Linked DNA regions of Mus musculus: region 1 is linked to region 2. The links are chromatin contacts, called in public Hi-C maps. All regions are on one chromosome and are shown on one strand. Each heading gives the region's core, a stretch centred on a gene start, on an enhancer-like site or on the middle of the called end of the contact. The rest is flanking DNA. Distances are from core to core; before and after follow the strand shown.

The links. A called contact is a pair of places that touch in the nucleus more often than the background predicts.
Region 1: a contact with region 2 is called in a Hi-C map of embryonic stem cells, with 2.4 times the contacts expected there. The contact joins the enhancer-like site here to the promoter of Insyn2a in region 2. A contact is called at or near these places in 4 of 39 promoter capture datasets (embryonic stem cells, hippocampal neurons and liver), 3 of 484 Hi-C or Micro-C datasets (embryonic stem cells and nephron progenitors), 2 of 115 datasets of contacts at active chromatin or transcription factors (embryonic forebrain and stem cell-derived neural progenitor cells) and 1 of 9 other capture datasets (pancreatic islet).

What each region holds. Positions count from the first base shown.
Region 1 is chr7:135,135,835-135,141,934 of GRCm38.p6, reverse strand. It overlaps Dock1 (dedicator of cytokinesis 1), which reads right to left. Exons shown (of 52, transcript NM_001033420.2): 41 at 3,979-4,120; 42 at 3,779-3,857; 43 at 1,544-1,628. Among named protein-coding and RNA genes, the nearest start is that of Gm24581, 7.2 kb to the right of the region's middle. RefSeq lists an enhancer at 1,317-4,014. Within about 2 kb of position 2,589, at least 39 of the 459 cell types and tissues checked have an H3K27ac peak or open chromatin away from gene starts, as enhancers often do. A contact at or near this core is called in embryonic stem cells, where this site is marked.
Region 2 is chr7:134,936,780-134,942,853 of GRCm38.p6, reverse strand. It overlaps Insyn2a (inhibitory synaptic factor 2A), which reads left to right and starts at 4,424. Exons shown (of 4, transcript NM_001143802.1): 1 at 4,424-5,142. All of the region lies in intron 27 of Dock1 (dedicator of cytokinesis 1), which reads right to left.

The DNA of each region.
Region 1 (6,100 bases), core at 1,340-3,839, 200 kb before region 2:
GTTGGTACTGGCCAAGGAACACAACCTTTGTCTTGAAACAATAAGTCAACTCACTCCAAAGTCCTGACATCACACAAGGACACTGGTCTCTGGGCCAGAGGGGATGTTACTTAAGGTGACTCCCAGGAGGTGTTAAGGAAACTCAGGGTTTTGCCTCTCAAGATTTCTATGGAGGGAGGTGAAAGTCCTTCTCCCTAAAGCAGCCTTGACAGTTGGCTTCAAACTATGCTTTGGGTCAGGTGTGGCTATTTAGTCCCCTTTGGCCTCCTATATCCCAAAGGCCTCTAGACAACAAATGAGGCCATGCTAGCAGGGCTGGTCTTTGATGTTACTTAGGGGCTAAAGTGTCCTCTGAACATGGGTCTGAAGGGAGATTCTGCAGGGAGGCGTTCCAGTAAGAGGTCTTAACATTTTAAACTACGGGTTGGTCTGATACCTTTTGAAGTAGGCTCCATTAGATCAGTTCATTTGTACAACAGATTCTTTGAGTGTGTGTGTGTGTGTGTGTGTGTGTGTGTGTGTGTGAGAGAGAGAGAGAGAGAGAGAGAGAGAGAGAGAGAGTGTGTTTGTGTGTGTATATCTTTGGTACTTTTCATCTTGTTTTCCAGAGTCTCATATTAGGACCTGGCTTGCTTAGTAAGCTAGAGTGGTTAGCCAGTGAGCTCCAGAGAACTGCCTTGCTCTGTCATCCCAATGCTGGATTATAGATATGCACCACCACACCCAGGTTTATTAACATGGATTCTGGAGATGGAATTCAGGTCCTCATGCTTCTGTGGTAAGCCGCCGCCTCCTCCGCCTCCTCCTTCTTCCTTCTCTCTCTCTCTCTCTCTCTCTCTCTCTCTCTCTCTCTCTCTGTGTGTGTGTGTGTGTGTGTGTGTGTGTGTGTGTGTGTGTGTTACTATTCCCAGGGTTATTGTGGTGGCTGCAAAACTGAAGAAATACCTGGCAGTGTCTAGAGCTCTGACTGGTTGTCCTGACCAGGGAGATGACACTGGGTTCAGGTTGGAGGTGCATGGTGTGGCCCCACAGAGGATCACCCAGTCCAGAATGGCAGTGAGCATCCTGCTGCAGTGTGATGAGTTACAGGGAGGCCTGGTACTGGCCTCACCTGACTGTCATTGTCACCAAGGCCAAATTAGCCTCTGGAGTTCTGAGCACTGAGACTGGTGTTAGAGGACTAGATTAGGGGTTATATCCTCATAATGGCACAGAGCCTAGTAAATAAATCCTAGTTTGAGTCTCATTCAGTTGACGCTGGGCTGGGTGGGGATAAGACTAATTATTATTATTATTTTACATTCACTAGAAGGGAATACCCAATGCCCTAATGCCATTGGTCCATTATTTCCTGTCTCAGCTATCTCGATGACAAGCTCTGTAAAAATGCTACTAGCTTTGCTCAGTCTGGAATGTAATGCTTAGGATGTCTGCGTGCAATGTACAGAGACATTTAACACTGTCCACGGTGGCCTGTGGTGATGTGTTCTCCTGGAGGTAAGGATTTGGGGGCATTGTTATGGTGGATATGTTTTTTAATTACCGCAAATTCATTGTCTGGGTTTTTCTCTCCTTTCCGGATGGGCCGTGAATACTCGAATCGCTGTACCTCATTCACCCTGTAAAAACTGTAGAGACAGACAAATCATCAGACTTTTAACCTGAAAGTAGCCAGTTTGCTGTTAGATTTGCGGGAGGGAGGTCCTGTTCAGAACACATCTCAGGAAGTATGCCCACATTTGACCAGAAGCCACAGCCTTGGCTCCTTCCTTAGCAGCTCCTGAGGGGACATTGCTGCAGGTAGAAAAACTGACTGGAGACTTTTGCCTCCTCTCTGTCTCTGGCAGCCCTCAGGGGAGAAGAGATGCTGAGTAAGGTGGACTGGGCACAGGCTTGGCAAGGTGAAGTGAAGGAGAGACAAAGTGCCTGTGGATTCCACAGATATGCGCACTGTTTATAAAAAACAATAATGTGTGGTTTTAGTGATATAAACATATAATTTAGTGATATATGTGATCTATAATAAATAATAAAACTACATACACATACCACATATGTATGCATGCATGTATGCATGCATGCATGTATGTACGTTTGCATGTGTGTATGTTATGTGTGTGTATAGTTTTTTTTTAAGACAGTGTGTCATTATGCAGCCTTGGCTTGTACCTTGTTATATAGACAAGGCTGGCCTTAAATATCTAAAGATCCACCTGCCTCTGCCCCAGCTAACGGAATAAATTAACAGTCAATTTATCTAGAGGAACTGACAATGTGTATCTTTAAAAAAAAAGAAGGGTGCCATGCACTCTAATTTCAGAGTTTTGAGATGTAGATTTAGCAGAGTGGTGTTCCGGGCAGGGCCACACACAGCTTGTTGTCTGTCTTCCATACCACTAAGGCGTGGCCAGTGCTTGTGAAGGGTGTGTGCATGCCCATGTACTCGACTTAATTCTCTCCCCAGGAAAGAATGTACACAAAGCCATGTGAGCAGCTTTGTGATTCTCTTTGCCTACTGCTGCATTTCTGTGACCGCTGAAAGGCAGCCCTAGATTGTTTCCATGGCTTCCAAGGCAACAGTGATGAAAGGCTAAAATGGAACTCCAGGATGTGGAACAAACACACCAGAGGAGGAGCAGGCCTCAAAGAGGCTGCAGTTCCCATGAGCACAGAGATCAAAGAGATGATTCACCACAGCAAAGAGCCTGCAGGGAACTACTCTACAGCGCCCCCCACCCCCCACCCCCCAGTCAGTTGCACCTTAGCACTGGTGTGTGAGCTCAGCCCCACTGGGATATGTGGAGTTTAAATGCCACTGCATGACTCTGTCTGTGTGATCATTTGGGGGGGGGGGGAAGAAGAAGGGGAGATGGGTGTGCATGTAGAGGTCAGAGGACCACCCTTGGCATGGTCTTTCAGGCACCTTCCACTTTCTGTTTGAGACAAGGTCTCAAAAGCCTGGAACTTCACCCAGTAGCTCTGCTTGCTGCCCAATGAGTTTACAGGGACTCCACAGTTTTGGCTTCCCACTTTGCCATTTCTGGGTTAAAGCAAAAAGCACCCTACCTGGTGGTTTCCGTTGGTTTGTTTGTTTATAATATGGGTACTGGGGATAAAACTGAGGTCCAATTGCTTACAGTCCGTGCTTTACCAAAGGAATGATCCCTCTAACCCAGTGCAAACGGACTGTTTTGCATCTTAATGGGGAGCAAATACTCTAATCTCTGCTTCCATATCATAAAAGGCAAAGAGTCTGTAATCTCCACAGGACAGGGCGAGGGTTGGCTTTGAACACTGTTGGGTATTTTACCCTGAATGTATGGTCTCTAAGGAGACCCAAGGCCTACTTCCTTCCTTCTGGGTTTCATCTTTGCAGACGCTGGAAAAACAATCCTGAGCGCCCCTCTAATAACTTTCTTTCCTTTTGGTGGGTGTCAGAAATCGCTAGCTTTCCTTGTTCTTGGGAGAGGGTAGAAGAAACATCTAGCATGTTCTTCAAAGTTTAAAGTCTACCTACCCTTCAAAAGGTAGACTGATTAGCAAGACACCCACCGTCAGCATATTGCTGCCTTTTTTTTTTTTTTTTTTTTTTTTTTTTTTTGAGACATGGTTTCTCTGTATAGCTCTGGTTGTCCTGGAACTCACTTTGTAGACCAGGCTAGCCTCGAACTCAGAAATCCGCCTGCCTCTGCCTCCTGAGTGCTGGGATTAAAGGCGTGCGCCACCACGTCCGTCTTATCTTGCTGCCTCTTATTGGTAAGAAAATTAGCGTAGTTACCTTACAATCTGTTCAGACACGGGTCGGTGAAATCTCGGAGGTAAGTCTAGCTTGGGCTTCACTGTGAAGCACTGGATGTCTGAGGAAAGGGGGTGAAGGAAGATGGCAGCACACATGACAACCAAGAGAAGCCCTGCTCCCTGTGTGCACCAGTGCGCCCATGTTCCCATGAATGGCCCTCCTGCTGCCTTAAAGGATACACTGGCCGGGAGAAGTCTTAATGTCATCGCCCGGTGGAGACGTCGTCTTCATTTTTTCAGCATTTGGAAACTGAGTTAACAGCCGAGCTTCAAAATCTTCCCGTCGCTCATATTCCTTGCCTCGGTAAATGAACACTTTGCCCTGGAGACAGTGACCTTTGTTAAATACACCACAGGTGGAGGGCCGAGAAAAGCTCACACACAGAATGCTGCTCTTCAGATACGTTTGACAGTTTTGTTTATTTGTTGCTTGTTTTGGACAGTTTGTTTTTCCTTTTTAAATCACTGCATTTAAGAATAACTAACAACTCTCCTCTCTCATCAAGAGCACCAAACTTCATCCCGCTGAATACTCACTGTGAGCTTTACTCTGAGTAAGAAGGACTCATTACAAACCTGTGAAGGTGGGCAGCGGGATGGTTTAGCAGGTGAAGGTCCTTGTAAGCCAAGCCTGACCCACATGGTACAAGAAGTGACTCCCACAAGTTGTCCTCTGACCTCCACAGCCACACCCCGGCACATGAACACACACAAGTAGGCAATAAGTTCTATTATTATATAAATACATGTAGTAAGTAATCAAGCAAGGCACAGGACTCCCACACATGTTCACACAGGGTTAACTAGCCAGTGTGTGTGGACAACAGTATTTGTTTTTCTTCTCAGGTGAATGTGGAGGACTTAAGAATATGCTGACTGGAATATAATTATTTAAAGCCAAATTTCCCCCATGGGACTGTGGCCACTATAGGAGTTGCTCAGCCTCCTTCTCCTCCTCTTTTTTTTGGAGACAGAGTCTCTATTATGTAGTTTTGTCTGTCCTAGAACTCACTGTATAGACCAGGCTGACCTCTTGCCTCTGCCTCCCGAATGCTAGGATTAAAGGCATGTGCTAACACATCTATTAGCTTCTACTTTCATTTTGAAGGAAGTAAACGGATTCTTACTAGGGGAGCCTTTCATACTCCACTGTAACCTGGATAACCGCCTACCTATTTCTGTCAGTAACATTCCCAGAAGTTTCTATCCCGTTGTCTGTCTTGCTTTTATTTTGTTAATTCATTGCTCTGTCAACTCTGGTCATATAGTTGGAATGTATTCTCTTGTGAAAATCCATATGTATATATAAAATTAATTAGTTTTTATGTTTCTCTCATGTGAATTGGGTCCTGTGTTGATTGGCTACCTAGACACAGGAAAGAGCTGGCATGAGACCCCAGCGGCCAGTGGCAGCTGCCTCCCCCTTGTAGCCCTAATTAAGTCATCATTCCTCTGCCAAAAAAGAATACAGCTCTGCACAGGACCAAGGGGAGGTCCTCAGATCCTGACCTGGTCCATGGTCACATGGAGGTCAGCAGAGATGGAGGAAAGGGGACCCTGGCCAAACAGGAAGACCCTGAACTCCTGGCCTTCCTGAAGCCTAGAAATGAGTGGATGGTAGGACTTCCTTCTGGCAGGATGAGCTCTGTAAGATCCTTACTCAGCAGCTACAAGGTGTACGCAGTTCTCTTAGGACTGGCTTTTGTCATTTTCAAGTGATGTTCTCCAATCTAGATTCCGCTGGAAGCTGTTAGCATAGGCCAGAACAGGTAGCTCTGGTATGTGCGTAGGTGAATTGACACTCCCCTTACACTCTCTGTGGGTTTGAGCAGCCACACTACATACATCTGGAAGGAAGGGTCCTGAGATATATAACAGATCTCTTCAAGGACCAGAGAGTTCGGCATGTCATCTCAGTCACAAACAGGTGTCAGCGGTTACAACATGACATCGCTGCTGTCATCTGAAGTCTGCCGCCTCTCCAACTGCCCAGTCCTTTCCTGTGCTTCTGCTATCTACTGGAAGACTTGTCTGCATCAGCTAGTGATGCTAGGTGAAGCCCTGCCTTATCAGTAGCTGTCCATGGACAGATATGAGTTGGTGGCAGTGAGAAGGAGGAAGATGGAGTGAGAGGAGAAGAGAGGGACAGAGGTAACAGCATTTTGCCACACACTCTTAGATCTGTGTTGACTCAGCCATTAGTAAAAACTTATCCAATCAGCACGCTGTCACACAGATAAGGGGAGACACCTGCCCTTACTGTGGCTTGAAGGACCCTGCCACCCTTTTACCCTTTAAACAC
Region 2 (6,074 bases), core at 3,175-5,674:
GGGTGCCTCACGGGTCTCCTGGGCTAAGGGGAGGACTGGTGGCCATGCATTTTGAGCATTGTGTCGGTCTTGTTCTTGAAGAGAAAGCAGAGCTTTGCATCTGCACTGCTCCCACCCAACAGGGGCTCATCAATGCAAGCTCCCTCTCCTGCACTATGGGTCGACCATGGCTGCAGCTGCGGCCTCTGAGCTGGAGGAGGGAAACCACTCACCATAGACAGTCCCACCTTGAGTCACTTGAGAGCATTAAAGTAGGAGGTGGGAAATCATCCCCAAGTGCGCTGTGTCACAGGGGCATCTGAGAGTCAGGAGGGCCAGGTTTCTGCAGCAGCTTCCTTGAGAACGTTCTCACCCATGGCTACATGAGCAGAGAGGCTGCGGAGCCCTTCTTTGCTCTTTCCCTTGGGTTTGGGCTTCAGCGATGAAAGCTCATATCACTGTCAATAAGCCCCTTCATTTACAGAGACGTATTATAAGGCATGGTGAGGACGCAGTGACAATATAGACAGACAAAATGCAAGGAGGTGACAGGACACCTAGTTCTAATGGATGTACAAGGACATCCGCAGGCTCTGTGTAATTAACATCCAACAGTAGCCACCAGCGTCATACCAAACACCACAAACATCCCCGTGAATGAATCCAGTGATACATGCTCTCTTTGTATGTATGTATGTATGTGAAGTGTATGACTGCATATATGTCTTGTACATTGAATGTATGCAGTGCCCTCGGAGGCCAGAAGAGGGCGTCAGCTTCTCTGGGATTGGAGTTACAGACAATGTGAGACTTGAGAGAGCTGGGAATCAAAGCCTGGTCCTTTGTTAAGAGCAGTCAGTGCTCTTAACCACTGAGCATCTCTCCAGCAAATTGGTGACATACACTCTCGTTCTGCATGATGTTCCCAAAAGTCTTCTGGCCTCAGAAGGTAATAATTTGTTGGTGGTTGTTTCTAGATAATCCTCCACACTTTGATAAGACCAAGAAATTCTTACCTATTTGCTTCTTAGGATACTTAGGTTACTTTCAGTTTGGAATTAAAACTGCTCAGAACATTCTGGAACACAGACACACACACACTGCAGTTTATCATACTACTGGTTTTGTTTTGGTTTTGAGACAGGGTCTTTGGTAGTCCAGGTTTGCTTCCAACTTGCTATATAGCCAAGGATGACCTTGAATTTATCATCCTTCTGTATTGACCACTCAAGGACTGAGTTTGCATGCATACACCACAAGGTCTGCCTTCTGCAGGCTGAGGAGGGAACCCAGGTCTGTGCGTTGCTAGCCTAGTACCCTAATGACCCAGCGACATCTGACCAATTCACTGGTTTAGAATTTCAGGACTTCCAGGAAGTCAAAGGAGCAGACTCTGTGTGGGTTAGGCAGCAGGAATTGCTGTGTAGTTTTATTCTCTGGCTGCCTCTGCCTGTGGGAAATCTCTTTTTAAAATGGCTATTTTCTCCTTTGCAAGACTACCTTTTGTGGCAAAATTCTGAAGCAAAACCTAAGAAACCAATTTATACCTAATTGATTCCTAAAATGAGTCTACTTTCTTTTTTTCTGGGGAAGCTGAACATAAGGACTCATTATAAACCCTTAATATATACATCTGTTCTGTCCACACAGAAACTATGATGCAAAGAGCATCTGTGGGCAGCAAGAAGGCCACAACTCCTCCCCCCACACAGCCCCGAACACAAGGCTTGCTTGACGGTTCTGAGCACGCTGATGCTCATGGAACAGTCCTCCCTAGTCAAATGACACACACTCTCAGCAATATCTCAATTTGTGATGGCAGACTTAGTGATGCAGTAGGTAAATGCAGTCATACATTTTACAATAGCAGGAGGTACACCAATGGCTCGCTTATTACTGCAACAGAATTCATGAGACTTCTTTAAGCAACTTAAAGAGGAAGGATTGTTGGGGTGTGGCCTAGAGGTATTAGTTCATCAAGGTAGGGAAGGTAGGAGCGACATGACAGTAGATGTACTCAGCTGGGACTTCTCGAACCTCTGGTAGGGAATGGGATGTGGGATCCAACTAGAACCCTCAAGGACTAACCTGATACCCTGACCCCTGCAACCTACTTCCTCCAGATAAGCTCCACTTTCCAAAGCTCCCACAACTTCTTCAAGCATCATCATCAGATGGGGCCCAAGTGAGCCTGTACAGAGGCATCTTAAATCCAAAGCAGGATAACAATAGACCTAGCAACAGCTGAAGTTACTGGGCAGCTGGAGAACTCAGAGCAACCACGGCTCAGCTAGAACATCTTCCAACCTGCCGGCCATAGCATGCCATCATTGCCTCCTCTAGGTAGCCATTGCGGGGATCATCACTGACACTGTCTCTAGAGACACCTAACCAGCTCACAGCGCCGCTTGTGGCTGAGCTCTGGCCTCCTCTGCACACTTTTCTGTCTATCTGATTTTACTCATGGATCCCAAAGCCAAACCTTCTATTCTCAATGGTGCCACTCCCACATTGCCTGGCAGATGTGCAGTGACATACTTAAGAAATAGGAAAAGGGGTTTCTAATCTTATGGATTTACAATAAGGTAAGATTTACAGAAAGTTTTCTGGACAGAATTCCCAAAGATGTAAGAGCACACCTGGGGAAGGGGGCAGCGGGAGGCATGTCAGGCAGGAAGTCTTGCCATCTGCTGTTACACAGTCCCATCCTACACAGCCCTCTGGCTTCTAGCTGGGTAGCAGAGTCTATTCACCCTTGCAGACTGTCCTAGTCAGAGTTACTGTTGCTGTGACGAAGTGCCATGAGCAAAGGCAACTTGAAGAGTAAAGGGTTTAATTCAATCATAGTTCCAAATCACTCTTCATCATTCAAAGCAGTGAGGGCAGGAACCTAAGCAGGGCAGGAGCCTGGAGGCAGGAGCTAATACAGAGACCATGCAGGGTCCTCCTTACTGGCTTGCTCCTCATGGCTTACTCAACCTACTTTCTTACAGAACCCAGGACCGCCAGCCCAGGGATGGCAGCACCCACGATGGGCTGGGCCCTCCCCCATCAATTGCTAATTAAGAAAATGCCTTTCAGCTGGGTCTTATGGGTGCATTTTCTCAATTGAGGTTCCTTCCTCTCAGATAACTCCAATTTGAATCAAGTTGACATAAAAGCAGCCGGCACACAGGCCCTTTCCCCAGCCAGATCCCAGCCGCCTCCAGGCCTAAAGACATAAATGGGCTGGCAATCAGAATTGGGAGAATCTGGGTCCTAAGGGGCATTTTAAAGAGTGGGAGGGACAGAGTCTGGGTTCCTCAGGCTTGGTGCTCTCTCCATGCAAAGGGAAGATATTTTAGAATGACCTCCTCCTGAAACGTGTGGACACATCATCCTACATAGACAATGCAGTATCTTACAGAAAGCCCTTTGAAAGAGCTGAAAGTATATATAAAACAGAGAGCTGGGCTCTATCAGCCCACTGTATGAGGATAGAGCAATGGAGTGGCCTGGAATACTAAGATGGGATACAGGGATAAAAGGATACATAGAAACAAACCAGAGCCTGTCTTCTGTCTGAAAGGTGTGCTTGTAGGGGTGGGTGATTAAGAGCATTTCCCATCTGAATCCCAGTTCATTGGCCAAAGCTTACCACCATGTTATCGGTGGGGGCTACTTTCCAGTATGTCTCAGGTAGGGCTGGGAGACCTGTATGCAAGAATACTTAGTCCCAGTGTCTGCTCCTCAGCCCTGCTAGGCATCGGGGAAGACCCTGAACCTGCATCAGAGAGCTCACAAGACTCTGGTGGAGTTTGGGGTATATGCTGGGAATTGTCCTCTGTTCATGCTAAAGAAATCTCTTTTCCGAGTTTATTTAACTCTGATCAAAACAAACACAATCTCCCACTGCCTCTCTAGGGGGGTGAGGGGCAGAGGGACTAGGAGGTCCAGATGAGGAACAGTGGAGATGCCTGCTCTGACATGTCCACAAATTATCAGGATGCAACAGAGCTGATAGGCAGGCAGACACTCTCTACTTTGTCCCTAGGCCAATAAACAGGTCTGCGTTTCAAATCCTTATTTGAGGGACAGACTCCTGGTTGGTTACAAACGTAAAAAAATGCAAGAGAAACCTTCATCCCTAGTCTCTCCAAAGACACATCTGCAGGTGAGGGGGCGGGCGCCTTGCCCAGATGTCCACTCCCATCTAGGGTATTAACTACCCAGCAGGGGTAGGCTGGTTGACACCACAGAAAGCCATCAAGCAGGGTTTCCTATAGACAGCCCCACTCCTGAAGAAGAAATCAATAGGGTCCCCGTGCCTGCCTGAGGTGGCTCCTAGGTAGACTCAACAAGTTCCAGGGGCCCCGCAGCGCCGCCTGCAGCTCAGAAACCCTAGGAATGTGGCTGAGGAGCTCCGCGCACAGGCAGCAGCCAGCGGCTGCTTCCAGCACCTCCTCCTTCTCCTCCTCCTCCTCTTGCCCGCGATCCGTCTCTGGCTGGAGGGGCTCCTTCACGCGCCCGGCCCCCGCCCCACGCACGCGGCCTGGCCCGCCCCCGCCCCACCCCCGCCCCACGGGCCCCGGGGCTCCGCCCGCCTCGGTGGCAGGCGAGCGCACAGGCGACTGGCGCGCAGCTCCCGGTGCCCTCTCTTCAGTCCTCTGGCCGCTCGGCTGCATAGAGTAGCCGGGACCTGGTGCCTCGGCCAGGACTCCCCTCCCGCTCCCTCCCCGTCTCCGCCCCCTCCTCCCGGCCCCGGCTCCCGGATCTCGCCGAAGACAATTGCAGTAAATGAGGACATCTGAGGAGCACGGAGCCGGGTGGCTGTGGCTGGCTCCGCCGCGCCGCGATCGGGCGAGCGCGCGGGCGTCCCCGGAGCCGGCCGAACCACTGCCTCCCCGTGCGCGTCGCTGAGCAGGAGCCGAAGGGACTCGAGCTGCGGCGCGGGGGCCGGCCGGGCCGGGCGGGCCGGGCCCGTGGCAGTGGAGGGGGCGGGCGGCGGGCACGCAGCTGGCCAAGTCTCCGGAGCCGAGCCTCCTTCAGCGCGAGCCCGGAGATCCTTGCCGTGGATGCTCTGCCCCGAGTGCTCCGTGCCGCGCCAGGCTTGCCAGGGTCCGCGGCAAGACATGCCCGAGCCAGGCGCTGCACCGACCTCCACTTATCAGTAAGCAGCCAAAGGTAAGCAGAGCCCAGCATGCCCTCCTCCTGCACCCCAAGCCCTCTGTACTTGACCGCTGGCAGATGGGCGCAGACCCTGGCTCTTGCGCACGCAATAGCCCCTAAACTGGCTTCGCCTAGGTCCGGGACGGCGGGTGTAGCCCAGTGTAGACCCGGTGGCGGGCAGCGGCGAAGGTGGGGGGCGAGGTTACGCAACTGCATCTGGCAGGACCTAGTCGCCCAGGGGCATCTGGCAACTTTGGCTACAGTCTTGGAGGAGCGGGAATATGATGTCTATTCTAGACAAACGCCACAGCCTTGTGAGCACAGGACATCCTTGGCCAGGCAGAACTGGGCGGGAGGGGGTTGGGGGCTCTGGGGACGACCATCTCCCTGGAACGTTCGAGGTTTTGAAAGTATTATCCAAACTAAAGCGAACTGCCAAGTACAGTACAGCTGATTAACTTCAGGGAGATGGGGGGAATAAGTCTGAGCAGAGGGGCCCTGCCGCCTGCTGTTGAGCAAAGACCGAAGCAGGAGAGAAGGCAAAAAATGCCCACGTGAAATGTTGGTCTCTTCTCTTGGTTACGGGTATAGGCACCTTCTCTGAGCTGGGGTCTGCACCCCGCTGAGCTTCCGAGTGCACATGCCTGACCTGCACAATCGTGGGAAACCAACCGATGCTGCGGATCCTAGGGAGCTAGTGAGGGCAGGAAAGAGGAACGAACAGGGGCCAGCCCCAAGCAGGGGCAGAGACTAGAGCCCAAAGTCAAGAACAAGACTCGGCATCTTGCTTGTTCATGCTCAGGGTTCCAGGCTGGCGTCTCTGCTGCTTGAAAAAGAAAAGGAGCCTCTCCCTGTGACCTCAACATTCTACTACCCTGAAAATATGCCACAAGGAGATGGAGCCAGTGATAAAGGGATGCCAGAGTGGGGGAGGAGAGGCACCCCTG